4 separate regions of the Sus scrofa genome follow, and regions 2, 3 and 4 are each linked to region 1. Evidence: chromatin contacts called from public Hi-C and HiChIP or PLAC-seq data. All regions are on one chromosome and are shown on one strand. Each heading gives the region's core, a stretch centred on a gene start, on an enhancer-like site or on the middle of the called end of the contact. The rest is flanking DNA. Distances are from core to core; before and after follow the strand shown.

What was found. Hi-C and Micro-C count contacts between places; a contact is called where the count stands out from the background. HiChIP or PLAC-seq counts read pairs in DNA pulled down with a chosen protein or histone mark.
Region 2: a Hi-C map of omental adipose tissue shows a contact between it and region 1, with 1.8 times the contacts expected there. The contact joins the enhancer-like site here to the promoter of MUTYH in region 1. A contact is called at or near these places in 1 of 5 promoter capture datasets (fetal liver), 6 of 47 Hi-C or Micro-C datasets (embryonic fibroblasts, mesenteric adipose tissue, omental adipose tissue and 3 more) and 1 of 2 datasets of contacts at active chromatin or transcription factors (alveolar macrophages).
Region 3: an H3K27ac HiChIP or PLAC-seq map of alveolar macrophages shows a contact between it and region 1. The contact joins the promoter of RPS8 here to the promoter of MUTYH in region 1. A contact is called at or near these places in 1 of 5 promoter capture datasets (fetal liver) and 2 of 2 datasets of contacts at active chromatin or transcription factors (alveolar macrophages and skeletal muscle).
Region 4: an H3K27ac HiChIP or PLAC-seq map of alveolar macrophages shows a contact between it and region 1. The contact joins the enhancer-like site here to the promoter of MUTYH in region 1. A contact is called at or near these places in 2 of 5 promoter capture datasets (fetal skeletal muscle and liver), 7 of 47 Hi-C or Micro-C datasets (alveolar macrophages, embryonic fibroblasts, mesenteric adipose tissue and 4 more) and 2 of 2 datasets of contacts at active chromatin or transcription factors (alveolar macrophages and skeletal muscle).

The regions. Positions count from the first base shown.
Region 1 is chr6:166,001,446-166,004,379 of Sscrofa11.1, forward strand. MUTYH (adenine DNA glycosylase) reads left to right here and starts at 1,408. Exons shown (of 16, transcript XM_021096748.1): 1 at 1,408-2,191. TOE1 (target of EGR1 protein 1) reads right to left here and starts at 2,125. Exons shown (of 9, transcript XM_003128045.4): 1 at 1,856-2,125; 2 at 967-1,109; 3 at 839-879; 4 at 597-693; 5 at 312-470; 6 at 1-48. The coding sequence starts at 1,907.
Region 2 is chr6:166,609,576-166,612,664 of Sscrofa11.1, forward strand. The region is part of intron 7 of C6H1orf228; the gene reads right to left. Among named protein-coding and RNA genes, the nearest start is that of KIF2C, 33 kb to the left of the region's middle. Within about 2 kb of position 1,391, at least 42 of the 83 cell types and tissues checked have an H3K27ac peak or open chromatin away from gene starts, as enhancers often do. A contact at or near this core is called in alveolar macrophages, fetal liver, omental adipose tissue and 2 more, where this site is marked.
Region 3 is chr6:166,551,831-166,554,800 of Sscrofa11.1, forward strand. RPS8 (40S ribosomal protein S8) reads right to left here and starts at 1,459. Exons shown (of 6, transcript XM_003128060.4): 1 at 1,374-1,459; 2 at 864-970; 3 at 333-432. The coding sequence starts at 1,377.
Region 4 is chr6:166,587,712-166,590,892 of Sscrofa11.1, forward strand. It overlaps C6H1orf228, which reads right to left. Exons shown (of 18, transcript XM_021096783.1): 13 at 1,858-2,528. The coding sequence ends at 2,341. Among named protein-coding and RNA genes, the nearest start is that of KIF2C, 11 kb to the left of the region's middle. Within about 2 kb of position 1,795, at least 69 of the 83 cell types and tissues checked have an H3K27ac peak or open chromatin away from gene starts, as enhancers often do. A contact at or near this core is called in alveolar macrophages, embryonic fibroblasts, fetal skeletal muscle and 6 more, where this site is marked.

The DNA.
Region 1 (2,934 bases), core at 158-2,657:
CAGCTCCAGGAACAGGGTCCTCACTGACTGGCTCTGGCTCTCATCGCCCTGGGTGGAAAGAAAGGGGTCACTGGGAAGGACAGAGTCCCCAGGGAAGCCTCTTTTGCAGGACACATACATCCCAGGCTCCCTCACTTGGAAAGTTCTCTCCTGCTGTCTAATCCAGCGCTCTTCACCAAGGTATGTTTTGTTTCCCCAGCTGTCACGACGCCCCATGTGCCTAAGAAACAGATCCTCCCCCAGGCACCCAGCCGCAAAGAGGAGTAAGAAATGAAGTCACAGAAAGGGCCGCCTCAAGGCTGGAGTCCTACCTTGTCGTTGCCCTTGTGGTAGGGGATGCCCTGGGCATACTGCCGGTTGAAGTTGAAACCATGCTGGACCAGGAACTGCACGGACTTTGGTTCTATGACATACTCCTCCATGCACAGCAGGGTCAGATTGAACACCTGGACCAGGTATGAATGGTCACCCTGGGAGAGAAGGAGGTTCTGCTACGTCAAGCCTTGGGAGGAAAAAACCTCACAGCTGATGTTCTCTAGGATCTCAACCCTCCTCCCCCAGCCACAGACCTGGGAGAGGGTGAGATCAGCCCATACCTTGTCCGGCTGGTGCTTAAAGCAAGCGAGGCCCAGGGAGAGGATGGAACGGGTCCTGGCAGCATGACACACGGCCTTGTAACGTTCCTCGATGCACCTTGGGGTTGAGGTTGGGAGTGGCTGTGGCTGGGACTTAGCCTCATGACGGACCCAAACCACCCAGGACTGTGACCTCCACTCCAGGGCTGAGCTCTGCCCCTCCTGCCAAGGCTAGGACTAAAGAGATCAGGGCTTACACTTACTGGTTCAGCAAACTCTTCCGGTCCCCAAGCCCACTCAGTTCCTAAGCGTCAGCAAAGAGAGAGCTGTGTTAGGTCCGCAGCACCAGCCCCCTCACAACCACCGGCTCTCCCAGTTCCCCAACCCTCACCGTGTCCACAGCCACAAAGCTAGCTGTCTTTATGGCCAGCAGGAGGGACGGCCACATTTCCTTGAAGTTGTCGTTTTGTACATCCACCACGGGAACCTGGATTGCCAGCTCCTCCCCAGATTTTGTGCTTTGGTGGACACCACCTGGGGGTAAGGAGGGTGACGACGCTCAGGCAGAGGGCCCATGAGAACAAACACTAAGCTAGGCCATGGCTGGGGGCAGAGGCAGGAGCAGTTTCTCTTTAGGCAAGATATGGCAGCTTTCCCCTCAAGCCTTTGTATCACTTATGCTCAATACACAGGCCTTGGGGTGCACAGTGCCCCGATTTTGGGGAAAAAAAGCCCAGGTCTTTCAGAAGATTATGAGGCTGGGAAAGTGTCTTCCTCCTCAGCATCAAAACCTGTAAAAGACTAAGGTTGGGCTCGATGATCTGTGAGGTTCCTTTTCCCCACATCCTCTACGAAATCTTTTGCAAGGATGGAGGACCTCGGCTCCTTTAATATCCTGCAAGGCTCTACAGCACCGTTCCCGGGGCACCTCATAGCCACACGCGGCAGCAGCCAGAGCGCGCGCAGAGCCTGATACATTACGCCCGCATCCGTCCCACTTCCTGCCCACAACTCCCCACCCGCCCCGCTTAACAGAGCTTCGAGCTCCGGACTGCATCTCCCGGCACGCCCCTGCACGTCCCGACTCCGCGCCAGCACGCCAGACTTCCGCAGCCAGCGTCGCGGTGCACGCCGGGACTTGTAGTCTCCTCGTGGCTGGTCCAGAAGGAAGCAGCTAGTCCTCTGAAACTTGAGGTCGGTTTCTTCGAACAGTGAACCTGAGGCCCTCCCGCCCCGCCAAACGTACAGGATTTCAAAGCTGTCCCCGGGAAGCCACTCACCGTCAGAAACGGCTGGAGCTGAGGCTGCGCCGTCGTCACTGTCGGCGGCCATGACACCGCGAGTCTCTCTTCAGTATAGTCAGTGGGTCCGCGGGACTTCCGCTTCGTCCCCCGGCTCGGCTCTCGCCGTCGGGGAGGTGGCGGCGCCTCGCCTCGCCCCCTGGGTCGCCGACAGGTCGGACTTCCGTTCAGAGCTCCCGGGGCTGGCGCGGAGCAGCGGGCCCGGCGCGCGCTGAGAGCCTATTGGCTGGCGTGTTCCCGCTGACCTCCCGGATTGGCCGGAGCCACGCCCCCTGGCGTCCAGTCGGGAGCCGGCCGCGCGAGACCGCGCGAGAGGTAATTCGCCCACAGCGCGGCGGGAATGTGGACCTGAGCGCCGCGGCGCGGGGAGGGGTGCTCCGGGACGGGGGTGCGGGGGTTCCCCCCCAGAGGAGGTGGCGCTGCCCGAGCTGAGCTTAAAGCACGCATATGAGTTATGCAGAGACAGGGGAGTGTGGAGAAAGAGCAATATTCTGGGAATGGGCAAGTTCCTGGGGAGGGTGGAGAGCGCCTTTCGTCCCAGGAAGTGAAAGAAGCGGGGAGCGGGACGGGAAATGAGGCTGCGGGAGATGAGAGCGTCCCGGTAGCAGGGACACCTTTTAAGTAACCCTGATGCGTGATAATAGGGACTTGAATTAGGACTCTAGCAGGGACAAATTGTCAGCAGTTAGGAGGTATAGTTGACCTGCAGGGGGTTTGAACACGATTCCTGCTACCGGGAGATGCTCTGCGCCTACCGGACACTAGTCCTTTCCCAGGGGCTTTGGTTCCCACCAAAGACTCTCAACTCGTTCACTTCCGTTTTTTGCTGTTTTCAGTTCATCTTCAGCCTTTCTACCGAGTGTTTTCATCTCTGTTTCGAATGGCTTGAATTTCTCCTATTCTGAAAAGAGGGAAACTTTTACCTCATCCCAAATTAATTTAACAAGTGTTTATAGTGTACAGTTTGCCTGGCACTGTGCTCAGCTCTGGGGACACAACCGTCAACAAAAGACACCCAGTCTTTGCTTTTGTCGAGTTTTACAGTTAAGTGGGGAAGG
Region 2 (3,089 bases), core at 141-2,640, 610 kb after region 1:
CTCTACTGGGAGCTGCCACAGCAATGCCAGATCTGAGCAGGGTCTACAAATACACCGCAGCTCACAGCATCGCCGGATCCTTAACCCGCTGAGAGGGGCCAGGGACTTTTTTTTTTTGGTCTTTTTAGGGCATATGGAGGTTCCCAGGCTAGGGGTCGAATTGGAGCTACAGCTGCTGGCCTACACCACAGCCACAGCAACGCCAGATCCCTAACCCACTGAGCGAGGCCAGGGAGTGAACCCACAACCGTGGATTCGTTGACCACTGAGCCAGGATGGGAACTCCTGCTTTTTTTTTTTTAAAAAGCCAAATCAATCCTGCCCTTATTAAGGTTAGTCCCTTCAGCCATATCACCTGCCTTCCTTGACTGTTGCCGCCCAAACGGTGGTGAAATAGTGTGAAATAGTTCCCCCTAGTGGACTATCCCTGCATATGCATGCGCTATATTCCCAAGACTTTTTTTTTTTTCTTTCCTTTTTGCCGCGGTAGGGATGTTCTCAGGCCAGGGCTAGAGGTTGAATCTGAGCTGAAGCTGCTGGCCTACGGCACAGCCACGGCAACACGGAATCCGCGGCACATCTGAGACCTATGATGCAGCTTGTGGCAACAACAGATCCTTAATCCCCTGAGTGAGGCCAGGGATTGAACCCACATCCTCATGGACACTGTGTTGGGGTCTTAACCCGCTGAGCCACAAAGGGAACTCCACGAAGACTATTTGCAAGTGCCTGGTAAAAAAGAATAATTCTTTCATTTAACGCACATTTCCTGAACACTGGTTATGAGTCTGGCATATGGGAAGTTATTTTGGGGTGCACAGTCTCACTGTTATTGCACCTGCAGACATCCAACCAAAAAGACATGACAAAGCTTCATGCTCAGGCTGCCTCTGCCAGAGTGGTTTGTTATGTAACAAATGCAGGGGGGCTTTAGATGGGGCTTGATATGGGAAGAAGCTGGGCCAGTTCACTCTGGCGGGGTTCAACAGCAAAACTGAAACTAAGCCATAGTCCCCCCCCATAAGTTTAATCAACCAACTTCTACTGAGCACCACTCTTTATCTGCCAGACCCTGAGCGGGAAAAAGAGACGAATCAGACCTAGTCCCTGCCCTGAGGCTGCTCAGAGGGCAAGGCAGGCGGGCGAGCAGTCACTGGCACAGTGTGTGTGTGCAGGACTCCCTCCCTCCCTCAGCAAACACACACCAAGGACCAAGCTGGGGGCTGTGCTGGGACATAAGGACGATAACTGCCAGAGCTGCCGGAAACTATGCACAGGCTATTATGACCAGGGCAGAGACCGTTCCGGAGATAACTGGTCCCAGGGAGGGGCTGGAGGGGAGGGGGCGGGAGGTGGAACAAAGGAAGGAGGCTGCCACTGGGGCGGGGTGAAGGCAGGTCACGGAAGCCCTTGGCAAAGAACTGCGTAAGCTGCGAAGTGACAGATGAGTAGGAGGGCCACTCTGCCACCTGCAGGTGGGGTGAGGGGAGGGAGGGTCACAGCGCCACCTGGGGGTTGTGTGATTCAGCCTCCGGACACGATCCCAGGGCCAGCTCACCCCCCTGCTCCAAGGCCAGCGACACCTCTCTGCTGCTGGCCCCGATCTTGACTTTCACCACCCCACCCCATCACTGGCCACCCCTCCCCAGCTAGGAGACTCTGCTCCAGGTGGTAACAGATGGCAGCTTAGATTCCAAGACAGCGTGACTTTTCAACATTGGGGTCCACATACTCCCTGCGGGGATCCAACAACACAAAGTTGACGGGGCTGATGAAGGAAAGACAAGGTTCAATTTCATCGCCGCCTCTGAAAACCAGTCTAGACTGGGAGTGGGCGTCCAGGCCTTCCCCAGGATCTCACCTGCATCCCGCCTTAACCCCCTACCTGCCGCCACCTTCAGCTGCTCCAGGCTCCCTGGAGCTGGGGCTCAACCTCTCATCCTGGACACAGGAGTCCCCACAGGCAAGGCCGCCAGACCCTGCTCGTCTGCTGGGCCTCCCTGCCTTGGGCTCCTCGGCCCTGCCCCCTCCCCCTTCCCTCTGCCCTCTCACTCTCCACACCCAGGAGGATCCTTAACCCATTGAGCGAGGCCAGGGATCGAATCCGAATCCTCATGGATACCAGTCAGGTTCATTACTGCTGAGCCACAACGGAACGCCCTAAATAAGTTCTTTTGTATCATTTTTAAATTCGATTCCACATATAAGTGATATTACATGATAGTTGTCTTTGTCTGACTTACTTCACTTAGTATGATAATCTCTAGGTCCATCCATGTTGCAGCAACGTGGGCCTCTGTTTAGATCAATCCTCTTTCCAGAATGCCTTCTTCCGCTCTCTTTTGTTGTTGTTGTTTGGTCTTTTTTTTTTTTTTTTTTTTTTTTTTGTCTTTTTAGGGCTGCACCCACAGCATATGGAGGTTCCCAGGCTAGGGGTCTAATCAGAGCTCCAGCTGCCGGCCTCCACCACAGCCATAGCCACAATGGGATCCGAGCAGAGTCTGTGATCTACACCAGAGCTCAGGGCAACGCCAGATCCTTAACCCACTGAGCAAGGCCAGGAATCGAACCCGCGTCCTCTTGGATGCTAGTTGCTAACCACTGAGCCACGATGGGAACTCCTGCCCTCTTCGGTTTCTGCCTCTCTAATCCCCCTCTCCAAGGCTCAGCACCAACAATGCCTTCTTGGTGACCCCTCCTTGATCTCCCCTGTGAAAAACAGACTCTCCCTTCTTGGAACCACAGTAGGAGCAGCAAAGGAAATATTCTGGAAACACTTGCCACGTGCTGTATATTAAAAGCATAGGCTTTGCCCAACAGCAAAAAAGCCAATCAGTCAATGGAAAAACGGGCAAAAGACCTGAATAGACTGTTCTTCAAAGATATACAGATGGCCAGCAAACACATGAGAAAATGCTCAACATCGCTGATTATAAGAGAAATGCAAATCAAAACTACCACGAGATACCACCTCACATCAGTCAGAATGGCCATCATTAATAAATCCACAAATAACAAGTGCTGGAGGGGCTGTGGAGAAAAGGGAACCCTCCTGCACTGCTGGTGGGAATGTGAACTGGTACAGCCAC
Region 3 (2,970 bases), core at 209-2,708, 550 kb after region 1:
GTGACACCAGATTCTTAACGTACTGCACCACAAGAAACCCAAGAACTCTACGCCTTCACCGAACCATGAGGCATCATGCACCTTCTAAAATCCCATCTTTCCAGACATGGCTGGTATCCACACATACAGTCTCTAGATTCAGCCCCAATCTCAGGCTACAGGAGTTAAGAGGCAGGACAGACGGAAACAACTCCCCACAATCCCAAAGTCTTTCGACAAAAGAAAGCTCAGTATCCTGGTCCAGGCCATGGCTTCCTGCTACAAGCACTTACTGTAGCTTAGAAAGGTTTAGGTGCTGAGTTCCCACCCACGCCTGGAGGGCCTCCACTCACACTCGGAGCCCCAGGAGAAGTTCCCCACGTCCAGCCTCAAGGCCCGGTACTTCTTGTTACCTCCCCGCACACGGACTGTGTGTATGCGGCGAGGGCCAATCTAGAAAACACAAGGAGACAGGAGGAACCAGGTTATTAGAGAGCAAGAGCCGACAGAGAAAGGAAAGCAAGCCGGATGGAGGCAACACAGTCAGTGTAACTATGACACGTCCTAGCATTGGCAAGTGGTACACAAATGACCAAGACGGCCACAACCACGCCTAAGGATCCTTTTTTCATCACTCTCGTCGCCTCCACGAGGAAAAGCCTGATTCCCAACACTGCATTACCTCTCCATGCACCAGCAAGACCAAGTGTCCGACTACGACTGCGGAGCCCACTCCCTCCAGGCACTCCCAGGACACAGCGGCTGTCTCCGTGCAGCCCTAATTATTCCCGACACGCAGAGGCCGACCGCACATCGCAGAGCCCCACAGAGATACAACTGCCCCCGAGGGGACCTTCTCCCCGGCGCTGGGGCCCCGCACGCACCTTGGTGTTTGCAGCGGGGCGTCCCAGCTCATACTTCCGCTTCTTGTGGTAGGGCTTTCTCTTGCCCCCAGTCTTGCGGCGCTTGTGCCAGTTGTCCCGAGAGATGCCTACGGGTGAGAGCGGAGGAGCGGCAGCCTGAGTCAGGGAACCCGGGGCCGGGCCCGGGCAGCCCAGCGGCCCGCGCGGGCGGCCGCACGCTCAGCTCTCCAAGGTTGGATCCCCCACTGCGAAGTCGGGAGGTCACAGCATTTCTGAGTTGTCATCATGCACGTGCGGCCCGGCCGGGCCCCCTTCCCGCCTCGACCCCGGCAGCCATGATGGGGCCGCTCGCGGCTCCGAGCCCGGCGGTCCCCGCAGCGACTTCGGCGGCCCGAGCCCAAGCATCACGCTTCTCGCGGAGGCTCGAAGCTGGGAGCCCGGGCGCCCGTGCTCTCAGCTGGGCCGCGAGGCAGGATGGCGCCGGATTGAGCTCACGCCCCGACCCCGGGCCCGCGGCAGAGCGCCACTCACCCATCGCTCGGCGCCGGCTGGAAAGAGAAAACGCAGCGCGTCACGGTCCGGTTTGTAAAACGCAGCCCCGCCTCCTGACGTCTCTTCCGGGCGACGCGCGGCGCGGCCTGGAGCCGGAGGGCGGCCTTGCTTACGCGCTCGCGGCGGCGCCGCGGAGGCCTCGGGCGGGGAGGCTCTGAGGGCGCTGCCGGCGGGCGGGGCCTGGCGCGGGTCCTGGGGGCTCGGGTGGGCGCTCGCCTGGCCCCCTGTTTCACAAAGACCCCTGTTCGCAGCCATTGCGGCGGTCCTGAGGGGGCTGCGGGGGAGGGCGGAGGCGCTGGACGGGGACGTAGAGGTGGACTTGGGCTTCGCTTCGAAGGGTTTGCTTTAGGGCGTCTGAATTTCTCAGGGGACCCGTTGCGCGACTCTTGGTGCTGTTCAGTGAGAAGGTGGGCGCTGTCCTGGACGCGGTCCTGGTGCGCTCCGGATGCCTCTGGCAGGTGGGAGTGACAGGTAGCTGGGTGTTCGTGTCCGCTAGAGAAGGGGTCTGGCCAGACGATGCTACTTCGGGAAGCAAAGCCACCGGAATGAACGGAACCTCGGGACAGGGCCTAAGGAAACTCTTCCTGTAAAGGGTCAGCTAATACTGAGAGAGTATTAACTCAGGTCGTCAGTGGAGGAGCCTGGGCTTGGATGCATGCTTTGATATGGCCATTGATTCCCGCTGGTGGCTTAAGGGCTCCAGGGAGTAACATCCTCACAGGCCTTGTTGACTCTAGGGAGGGTACCTCGCCCGGATGGACATGGACCCCTCATCCCCTGTGGCTCTGTTTACGGGAAGAAAAGGACAAAGAAACTATGAGACTTAGGGGACATTTCCACCCCTAAGACCCCACTGGACAAGGACTGATATGGGTAATTGAACAAGGCCAATGGGAGAAGACCGCATCTCTCTGGACCCCCACGTTGGTACCCCCCCATCCTTAAGAGATAAAAACCACTATGGGACAATAGAGAAGGGGGGCTCTTCTCCCCCTCTCCTAGCACCCCTGGGAGCTATCTGCTTTCTTTTAATAAAGATGTTGCTTGCTTGCTGCCTGTGTGTTCGCGGAGTTCACTCTTTGACTGCCGTGAACAAGAATCCGGATTCCAGGATCATCTTTCCCGTATCAATACTTCAGCCTTTGTGGGCTGTAAGGTCCTTGTCACGACCACTCAATTTTGCTTCGTAGTGTGAACGCAGCCATGGACAGTAGTAAAAGAGCGCACGTGGCGGCGCAGGAGTAAAACTTCGTGGATACTGAGATTCACCTGTCCTGAAACAAACATGATTTTTTTGCCCCCAAACATTCAAAACATAAAAACCATTCTTAGTGCATGGACCCTGTCAGCGTGCAATAATAGTGTGCCAGGCCCTGGCACCAAGAAATACAAGAAGAGGGGCTAGGACCAAGGCTTGGGAATGGCAACGTTTAAGGTCAGGCAGAGCAAAGGAGCTGGAGGGTGCAATTAAGAGTGGCCAGAGGAAAGCCAGCACAGGGTGATGTGGTTTAGTCAAAGGGAGGGCTGAAAAATGATTTTTTTTTTTTTTTTTAGGGCCAAGCTCTTGGCATATGGG
Region 4 (3,181 bases), core at 545-3,044, 590 kb after region 1:
CCACGGCAACACCAGATCCGGGACACATCTGTGACCTGTGCTACACTTTGTGGCAACCCTGGGGCCTTGACCCACTGAGCGAGGCTGGGGATTGAACCCCCATCCTCACAGACACGATGTCAGGTTCTTAACCCGCTAAGCCACAACGGGAACTCCCAGACTTCTCTTGTCTTCTTGTAGCGGAATCGGATTCACACTTTCTGCCCTTGTCTCAAATTAATTTACATAGAGCAAGGCAGTGTTTACCACTAATTCTATTCCTTTCTTTTTTTTTTTTTGGTCTTTTTAGGGCTGCACCTGTGGCATATGGAGGTTCCCAGGCTAGGGGGCGAATCGGAGCTGCTGGTCTACACCACAGCCACAGCACCTCGGGATCTGAGCCATGTCTGTGACCTACACCACAGCTCACGGCAACGCCAGATCCTTCACCCACGGATCGAGGCCAGGGACTGAACCCATATCCTCATGGATACTTGTCGGGTTCGTTACTGCTGAGCCACACAGGAACTCCTTTATTCCTGTTTTTGTTTTCACAAGGAAAAGGTCTAAGAAACCTTGAATGAATAGGAATCTCCTTGTGGTTCAGCAGGTTAAGGATCCAGCATCGTGACTGCTACAGCAAGGGCTCGATCCTTGGCCTGGGAACTTCTACATGTCATAGGTGTGACCAAAAAAAAAAAAAGTTTATGAAAAAATTTTTATTTATTTATTTTTCCATCTACAGCATGGGGACCAAGTTACACATACATGTATACATACTTTTTCCTCCCATTGTTGTGTTTGAAAAAATTAAAAAAAAATAGATGGGGACTGGAGAGATTTTTTAATAGTAGTGCCACTAGCTGTCCCTTTGCTGGACGTCCCAGGCATTGTGGTAATACTCAAACAATGGAATATTGCGCAGAAAATAAAATGGATGAACTGGAACTAGGTTTACAGATACCAACACAAATACATCTTGAAAATGCAGTTAATTTTAAAAAGGAAGTTACAGAAGGATGGATAAGGTATAAGATTTACACAAGTTTTACAAACACATGACTGATATTGTTGGGTGGAAGAACGGGTATCGCTGAACAAAGGGGGAGCAAATGGGATTGCGGAGGTACAGGTGCAGGCTTCAACTGTATACATAAGGATTTTGTTTTTTGGCATGTGGAAGTTCCTGGGTCAGGGACTGAACCCGAGCCACAGCACCAACCCAGGTCATTGCAGTGGCCACGCTGCATCATTAACTCTCTACACCACAACAAAACTGTTTTGTTTTTACAAGAGAATATCCACACTTTTTTTTTTTTTTTTTTTTTTGGCTGTGCCTATGGCATGCCGAAGTTCCCACGTTAGGGATCGAACCTGAACCACGGCAGTGACCCGACCCACAGAGGTGACAGTGCTGAGTCCCTAACTGCTAGACCACCATGAAACTCCCTACCCTACTTATATACACGACAATGCGGTTGGATCCTTGGATCCCTGGCCTTGTTCAGTGGGTTAAGGATCCTGCGTTGGCACAAGGTGTGGCATAGATGCAAGGTGTGGCATAGATGCAAGCTGTGGGGTAGGTCAGGATACAGTTCCATCTGGCGTGGCCGGGGCTACGGCTCCCATTCGACCCCTAGCCTGGGAACCTCCATATGCCATGGGTGCAGCCCTAAAAACAAAAAACAAAACAAAACAAAACCAAACCCTCCCCAAACCTCCTCCCTGCCCTCGGACTTTGTCTGGACCCGGTCTCTACTTCCTGCCAATCTGGTTTCTGCTCTGCCCCCCGGTGGTGGCTCTAAACTCAGCAGGAAAACTAATGAACCAAGGTACTTCCAGAAACGGGAGGTCGGTGACTCAGCCTCATTTACATACCCAGAATGCATTGCACAAGGTTCTCTCCAATTTTTAAAGGCTGGCTTCTTCTTTTTCTTTTAGCCTTCCCCCTCCTCCTGCCGCTCCAGAAAATGATGATATTTTCACAGTATTGCCTGAGACAAAGGTATAACTTACTAGGTCTTTGGGGACACACAGTTACCATTGCTGAATTAGGACTTACAGTTACCCGAGGACTGTGTGCTCGGCAAAGTGAGCATACTCTGGTTTCTCTTCAGATCGTATAAATCTTTCGCCTTTTACTAAAGATTTCCGTGGAGAGGAACAATTCTGAGTCTTTACCCAATTTTTTGAGGCCTTGCTTATGCGAGGCTTACTGAGAGTGTACAAAAAATAGACGAGTTTTTTACTGGTTTGTAGGTAAACTTTTTGTGGTGGGGGTTTTGCGTCTGTTGTTTAAGTGAATTTTACATGTAAATGCTTACGGGTAACACTTGCGCTGTGGAGATACTGTGCTTTTTCCTATTCAGTTACTGCATGAAACATTTCGAACTCTGGCGAGGGCGGCAGCACTGCTTTCCAGTCTGCTCTCTTTTTCGGAAGAACACGTGTGCTCGTGGCTTGGACGGTGTGGCTTAATCCTCCCGTAGTCAAAGGTCTTGGTGAAGCGATGCTGATGGGGTCGGAGAAGCACGCTGTCGTTTTACCCCCTAGTGACCACACAGGAGAGATTCAAGCAGGGACGGGCACACTTGGTCCCACAGGTTTAAATTTATGCTCACACGTTGGAGACGGCCAAGTGTAGACTGGCACTGCCTGGTGCACAGCCCTCAGTTGCCCAGTAGAGGTCTGCTACCTATGGAATATCTGGTTAATCTATTTTGATTAGGCCTTGAAGTAAACTTTTAAAATTCAGGCCTGGACGTACCTGTTCACAAACATTTTTCAAGGTAGTACGACGTGAGCACCTCGGGCATAGCCCACCTCTCTGCGGCTCTGGTTCTAAGTGTTGCACTCGTGTGATTTGGCATTAAAAAAAAAAAAATTGTAAAAAAGTTGAAGTACAGTTGGTTTCTTTTTCTATGACATATTTATACGTTTTTCACATATTTATACATATGAGGTAATTTAGCCTTAAAAGTAGAACTATTAAAAATAGGGAAGTTCCCCTTGCGGCGCAGCGTAAATGAATCCGACTAATAGCCGTGAGGTTTCAGGTTCGATTTCTGGCCTTGCTCAGTGGGTTAAGGATCCGCATTGCTGTGAGCTGTGGTGTAGGCCGGCGGCTACAACTCCAATTTCGACCCCTAGTCTGGGAACCTCCATATGCCGGACGTGCAGCCCTAGAAAACACACGCACGCG